Linked DNA regions of Callithrix jacchus: region 2 is linked to region 1. The links are chromatin contacts, called in public Hi-C maps. All regions are on one chromosome and are shown on one strand. The core of a region is the stretch at or near the end of the contact, and the rest is flanking DNA. Distances in the headings are between cores, read along the strand shown. Region 1 has its middle 240 kb from the start of TOMM20. Region 2 holds the start of IRF2BP2 (interferon regulatory factor 2 binding protein 2).

Evidence for each region. A called contact is a pair of places that touch in the nucleus more often than the background predicts.
Region 2: a Hi-C map of skeletal muscle shows a contact between it and region 1, with 7 times the contacts expected there. The contact joins the promoter of IRF2BP2 here to the enhancer-like site in region 1. A contact is called at or near these places in 2 of 3 Hi-C or Micro-C datasets (both in skeletal muscle).

What each region holds. Positions count from the first base shown.
Region 1 is chr19:50,343,234-50,346,923 of calJac240_pri, forward strand. No RefSeq gene overlaps it. Among named protein-coding and RNA genes, the nearest start is that of TOMM20, 240 kb to the left of the region's middle. Within about 2 kb of position 1,393, at least 3 of the 16 cell types and tissues checked have an H3K27ac peak or open chromatin away from gene starts, as enhancers often do. A contact at or near this core is called in skeletal muscle, where this site is marked.
Region 2 is chr19:50,620,586-50,623,919 of calJac240_pri, forward strand. It overlaps IRF2BP2 (interferon regulatory factor 2 binding protein 2), which reads left to right and starts at 2,052. Exons shown (of 2, transcript XM_035280421.3): 1 at 2,052-3,334. The coding sequence starts at 2,730.

The sequences.
Region 1 (3,690 bases), core at 143-2,642:
GCATGAGCCACCACACCCATCTCAATTTTGATTTCTTAATTAAGAGATGAACAAACTGAGGGCAAGAGGCTGAGCCACCTGCCCCAGATCCCCTGGTGAGTTGGTCTCCAGTTTCCCTTTGCTCTTTAGGTCTGCTATCTCTGATTGTACTGCACTTAGTTTATCTGGGTGTACCTTGTCCCACTCATCAGCCTTTGATGAACTGGACTAAGCCTCACAGGGGAACTCAATACTTCTTTTTGATCAGATTAAATGCTCAATGCCTATTTGTTTCATTACATGGACGACATTAGGAACAGATACATCACGCAAGATGTTCTTGCATGTAAGTTACTTGTTACAGGGCCCAGCCTTGGGCCACAGGACGTGGAAACACCCCTCTCCCACTCTTTTTGGCAGTGCCTTCTGCCGTTCTTTGTAACCAAGAAGGTCAAGGCCAAAAGAGTGGTGGAGGCTAAGGGGTTAATCTCCATCCTCAGTCTTATCTCTTTGTTTCCTGTGCACCAGACACCCTTGAAACATTACCTGCAAGTTACTGGAGCTTTAAATCGAAATGTCAACCCTCTCTTCATTTCCACTTACCATGCTTGCCCCCACGGGACAGATTGTACTGCTTTTAAAGTGGGAGATATCCTTTCTCATAACTCTTCTGTGGATGACTTAATCCCTGTAACATCTGCCATGTGGGCCATGGGCTCCTGGGGAATAAGAGCTTGGATCTTACTCTTTCGTTGTGTCATTTGGTTCCCTGCTTCTGAACCTCAGCATCAAAACCCAACCAAAACAAAAGGGAAAATATTTTTCTGAGTTCAGCGTGACCTCAAGGATCTTGATGAATGGGTGGAATTAGATGCCCATGGGTGCTGACAGCTAAATGCATTTCTACAGAGGGGCGAGGGCTGTGGGTAGATGTCACCTTTATGGCAAGAATGAACGTGAAGGGACCTGTTCCTATTTCCAGCGTGGGATCATGTATGTGTTTCTCAGTCGGGTCTATGTGAGGTGGTCAGCTGAGTGCAACAGCTTTCTATGTTTGCTGAGAAGACAGTGTTTGGGGCTCGCTGGGTCCCAGCGTGATGGGGCAAGTATATTGCACAAAACCACATGACTAATTCCTAAGACCAGCCAACTGCATCTTTATGAATCCTGATTTAGACAAGGTGCTGTTCATTTGCTTAAAAAAGATATGAGTCCCAGACCAGGAGGAAACTGTCAAGGTTTATTTCGCAACCTCCTTTAAAAGATCTGGAGTTGCCCTTCAAGGGATAGAGAGGTAATTTATAAGCCTTCCCTTTAATCTAGTTTCCAAATATAGTGGGGCTATCTCACAGTCAAGATTGCCTCACTGCCAAGGTCCACTTGAATTTCAGAACACAGTGCTCTCACCACAGAGGCCCGGGGCACCAGGCAACTCAGGAGAGAAAAACTCCTGTGGCTCCCCGGGGACCCCCAGGCTGCCGTGGGGCCAGGAACATGCAGAGCCCTTGATCTCCTGATATATTTCTCTTTGTCAAAGGGCATCTGGCCAGGCACACTGACTCATGTCTGTAATCCCAGCATTTTACGAGGCTGAGGCGGGTGGATCATGAGGTCAAGAGATCGAAACCATCTTGGCCAACATGGTGAAACCCTGTCTCTACTAAAAATACAAAAATTAGCAGGGCGTGATGTCACGCACCTGTAGTCTCAGCTACTTGGGAGGTTGAGACAGGAGAATTGCTTGAACCAGGGAGGCGGAGGTTGCAGTGGGCCGAGATCGTGCCACTGCACTCCAGCCTGGCAACAGAGTGAGATTTCACCTCAAAAAACAAACAAAAAACCCCAGCAAATCCAAGAAGCCACAGGAAAGAAAAAGGAGGCCCTGCTGTCCCTCACCCAGTCAGTGCCCACCCACCCTGAGCTGGGGCTGGCTGCTGACCTTAGCCATGGGCTCCCTGTACTCCCTGGATGTGTGGCCTTGGGTCCCCTGTGCCATGAAGCTGGTAAGGATGGCAGGTCACCTTCAGGCTCCACCTTCCCACCTATGTCCCACTCAGCCTGTGCTTTTCAGGGGTTCTGTACCATAGACCCCTGGACTGTGGGGGACCCTAGCCAGGGAGCTGTCAGCCTCCTGAGCAGGGCTGACAGCCTCTCTGCTCTCCCTGAAGATGCTGAGTCCGGGTGGGCTGAAATGTCCAGCCTCCCTCTGTTTCTCGGCAGGGCCTGGCTGGGGTTTTGGCCTCCTTTTGCTTTTGACCTATGTGACCCTCTTGAAATAGTTGCCACCCCACCAGACAGCATGTGCATCTGGAGTCCCACCCCCAATCCCCAGCCTCAGAGGGTGTGGGCAGTTTGGGGCATGGAATGGCCAGCTGGTTGTCAGGGATTGCCTGTAAGAGGGGCTGTTGGTCTCTGAAACATGAAAGGGGAGCTGAGGACACCAGCTCAGTCGAGGGATAGTGAAATACAATCCCAGGGGTTGCCTGGCTTACTTGCCTATTTTGAGGGCTGGCCCATCCCTAGCCCGCATGTATGTCCTTGTGGGGCCTGCTGGGTAGTCTTCAGTCTTTCCCATGATCCCCTTGGGCCAGGGGATCCCCGGAAGGCTGATCCAGTTACTCGGATACTTTAGTCGTGCACCTGTGCGTTTCCTTTCTACATTTGAGAGAATTTATTAAATCATTGCTCTATACTAGGCTCTTGGGAAACAGGATAAAAAATAGGTGTGGTCCTGGCCCTGGGAAACCTCACCAGTTAAAGACATGGCAGGCAAGGCGAGAGCTGTATCAGCAAGGAACAACTACAAACATCTCAGGACAGACAGTAACAGACATTGGTTTTGTGGATCTGCAGGTTCCGGCTGTAGGTCCGCGGGGGTTGGCCAGGCTGATCTGACTCCATGGTTGTTCATCCTGGGTCCCAGGCAGGAGACTCTTCTTTTGACGATGGCAGAGATACGAAAGAGCAATGGAAGCACACAAAGCTTGTCAGGCTGAGGCTTGCAGCTGGCACACTAGCCCTCTATCCGCATACCCATGTCCAGTGCAAATTATACAACCAACCCTGCGGCCAAAGGGTAAGGAAGCTCAACCAACCCTGCAGCCAAAGGGTAAGGAAGCTCCTTCTCCTCCGTTGTAAGGCTGAGGGTGCAGGAGGGAAGAGCCAGGCTAATAATCCACCACTCGGGCAGTCACTGCAGGCGTGGGGGCCCCAGGGACCAGGTGCAGACTGCAGGGGGGCATGAAGGAGCCTGGGACATGTGGTTTGGGAAGCTGGGGGCTAGCTCCTTGTGGCAGTAGGACGGGGCCATGGGGAAGGCCACAGGTCAGCACAGGAATGAATCACATTGGCTTCTTGGGCCAGGGAAACCAGGCGCTCCAGCTAGGGTCTATGTAAGTGCTGGTGCTGGCTGCACCAGGACCGTGGCTGGCTGTGTGGAAGGAGGAGAAGGCCCTGTCTTGTCCTGCTCCTGCTCCTGCCCAGGCCAGCCCACTGCCTCTGCCCTGGACAAAGCCAGGTGCTGCAGAGCTCAGCGGTCCATGCGTCCGGAGAGGCCTTGATTTCTTTTGCCAGCCTCTGCCTCTCTGAGTATGGCACGAGAAGCTTCCCCCTCCTCTGCATGTGCGAGGTGGACATGAGTATGAGGTCTCCCCTTTGGGGGCCTGGAGCCACACATCCAGCATTCTCCAGAACATGTTGGTTTCTCTGCCA
Region 2 (3,334 bases), core at 802-3,301, 280 kb after region 1:
GAGTATAATTAGGCCACAGCTCTAATGGTGAGTTGTGTTTTCTTTTAACATGTTTCAGTCAGTGCTTAGTGGGCCATCTCTTGCGGGTGTTGAGTTGGTTCATTTCTCTGCAGCACAAGGACTGGGCAGTGACACAGTGGGTGAAGCCATGTGCTGGGATGAATGTCACAGGGTCTCCGAGGAGGGTGACCAAAGGGACAGGTCCTGAAGGCAGTGTGCAACAGCAAAGCCTGGGAGTGACAAAACCCGCTGGCACCAGCTGCTCCCGGGAAGGATCTGGGCAGGCCCCGCTCTCCCAGCTTGAAGAGGGTGAGGCAGGATTGCAATTGCAGGGCAAGATCCACAAACAGATGGAGAGCCCTTTAAAGCAGGCGCACCTTCTATGGAAATCCCCAAAAGACATTCAAGGCTAACCTACAAAAACATTTAGGTCTGACATTACGTTTTCTGTGCCATTCTCAAACAGGTTTTTTCATGTGTTTTAAGCAGCTCCCTCCACTGTTTCGCTAAGGCTGTTTTTCCTCTTCCTTGTGGTTAATCCTTTGAAGCAACCTGGTACTTTCAATAGCAACGGCTAGAGAGAAACGTCAGCAGGATTTTTTTCTCTCTCCACCTACCAATCCAGTTGTAGGAAAGATAATATAATTAGTACCCTGTTCTTCCCACACTTAACCAGCTCATTCCAGTCTCAGGGGAGAGATGTGGGCCTGTGTTCCCAACAAAAGCAGCTCCAGAGGCCGCCCTTAAAGAGCTGAAGTGTAAAAGTCCCAATTGAGAGCGACTAAGCCTACGAACATTAGGGAGACTAACGACCAGCCCAAAGTGATTTATCATAACACACACCAGCTCCTCCTCCCGATAAAAGTGCGAAACTCAAGTGTTCAATTCAGTCTGGGCTGAGGCTGAGGCTGCCAACTGTGGCAGAGCTGCGGGCCGGGCGTCTGGGCTGAGCCCGGCCTAGGTGGCACATAGGGTGCAAGTCCGCCCCCGCCAGTGGCCCGCCCTCCGCGACGGCGAGCCAGCCAGCCGGTCGCCCCCACGGCCCGCGGGGACCCCGCAGAGACAAGCAGACCCCCGCCCCCCACGGCTCGCGCCCGCGCCTCCCGCCACACCGAATCCAAGTTCGGGCCCGGGGGCGGCGCCTTGAGGCCCAGACTTGCCAAAGGGGGTGGAGCCTCCGCCGTGACGCGGCGGCGCTGGCCGTAGACCCCGGATCCCTGGAATGTGCATTCGTTCCACGAGGCCCTAGTGCCAGCGGCGCCGAGGCACGTCTGCGCGGAGCGTGCGCACTTGCGGCGGCGGCCGTCCGCGGCCCCGCGCCCACGTCACGCGCCCGCCGCGCGGACCTACATAAGGCGGTCTGGGCCGCTGGCGCGGCGAGGACCCCGCTGAACAGGGCGGCTGGACTGGCTAAGAGTATCACTTGGTGTTCTCGAGCAGCTAATCAGAACCGCGCTCCCTCCGCTCGAGGGCTCCGTGGAAAACGCGCGAGCCAGCTGGCGGCGTGTGCACGCGGTGCTGGGCTTGGGAACGTCAGACTCTCCCCAGTTAGTAAAAGGGGCAGGCAGCGCGTGTGTCCTTCCCAAGACAAATGCAAATGCAAAGCACCAGTGACGGATTTCATGCTCATGCGTCCGACATTGAGCTTTCAAGTCTCACTCCTAAGAAACTGGGACTGTGAACCACGCTAGACTTAAAATCCCCCTTCTCTGGAGACTGACGAAAACCAAGTGACAAAGTGGCCTTGCATGAAAAAAAATTTAAAAATGACTTTTGGCATGGTTTGGCCCAGAGGCACACCAGGGGAAAACATCCTGAGGGTGGTCGAGACAGCCGGGTGGGGCGCGAAGTGAGGGAAGTGGAGGAAAAACGCAGGACCACTTAGCACGGCGTTCCGAAGGGAACACCGGCTCTGCGGCGCCCGGCTCTCCCGGCAGCGCTCCTTGGGCGCGCGGGGGGAGGGGGAGCACGCGCGCGCGGGAGGGCGGGCGCGCGCACGAGGGGAGGGGGCCCGCGCAGGCGCCGTGCGAGACTGTCGAAGAATCAAGTCTGTAGAAGTGGAGCGGCCGCGGCGCCAGCAGCAGCAGCGACGGTGGCAGCGGCGGAGCTGAGGCGGGCTGGCCGCTGACGCTGGCGCTGGAGAGCGGCGACGCCAGGAGCTGTGAGAGAGCGGCGGAGCGACCCCGGGCCCGCGCCGCGCCCGAGCTCCACGCCGCCCGGCCGCCGCCGCCCCGGCGCGGCATGCCCCGCCGCTCGGGCTGAGCCTGCCCCGGCGGCCGCCCCCCGCCCCCCGCCCCCCCGGCCTCCCCGCCCCCCGCCCCGCACTCCGTGCCGGCCGCCGTCGCGACCTGCTGCGCTCCCCCACGCCCGCGCGGCCCGTCTTCGCCCCGGTCTGGAGGCCCGCCGCGGCCCCGGCCGAGCCCCAGCCGCCTCGCCCGCCGCCCCGCCGCCCCGCGCCGCCCGCCCGTGCCCGCGCCGCCCGGGGGGACCTGCTGCCGCGGCTGCAGCCTCTCGCCCCGCGCCCGCCGCCCCTCGTGCACCGGGGGCGCTGCGCGGGCGCCGAGCCTTCGCGGGCTTTGCCGCCGCCGCCGCCTTTGCGGCCGCCGCCGCCGCTGGTGGGGGAGACGCGGGGTTGGGGGGGGAGGAGGGCGCGCGTGGTGCCGGTGGGGGGCGGCGGCGGCGCCCCCTCCTCCTCCTCCACCTTCTCCGGCGCGGCGGGCTCCTCGGACATGGCCGCGGCGGTGGCGGTGGCGGCCGCGTCCCGGCGGCAGTCGTGCTACCTGTGTGACCTGCCCCGCATGCCCTGGGCCATGATCTGGGACTTCACCGAACCCGTGTGCCGCGGCTGCGTCAACTACGAAGGCGCCGACCGCGTCGAGTTCGTCATCGAGACGGCGCGGCAGCTGAAGCGGGCGCACGGCTGCTTCCCGGAGGGTCGTTCCCCGCCCGGCACCGCGGCCCCGGCTGCCGCCAAGCCGCCGCCGCTCTCGGCCAAGGACATCCTTCTGCAGCAGCAGCAGCAGCTCGGCCACGGCGGCCCCGAGGCGGCCCCGCGCGCCCCGCAGGCCCTGGAGCGCTATCCTCTGGCGGCCGCGGCCGAGCGGCCCCCGCGCCTTGGCTCGGATTTCGGCGGCAGCCGTCCGGCGGCGAGCCTGGCCCAGCCGCCGACTCCGCAGCCGCCGCCTGTGAACGGCATACTGGTGCCCAATGGTTTCTCCAAGCTGGAGGAGCCGCCCGAGCTGAATCGCCAGAGCCCGAACCCGCGGCGCGGCCACGCGGTGCCGCCCACCCTGGTGCCGCTCATGAACGGCTCGGCCACGCCGCTGCCCACCGC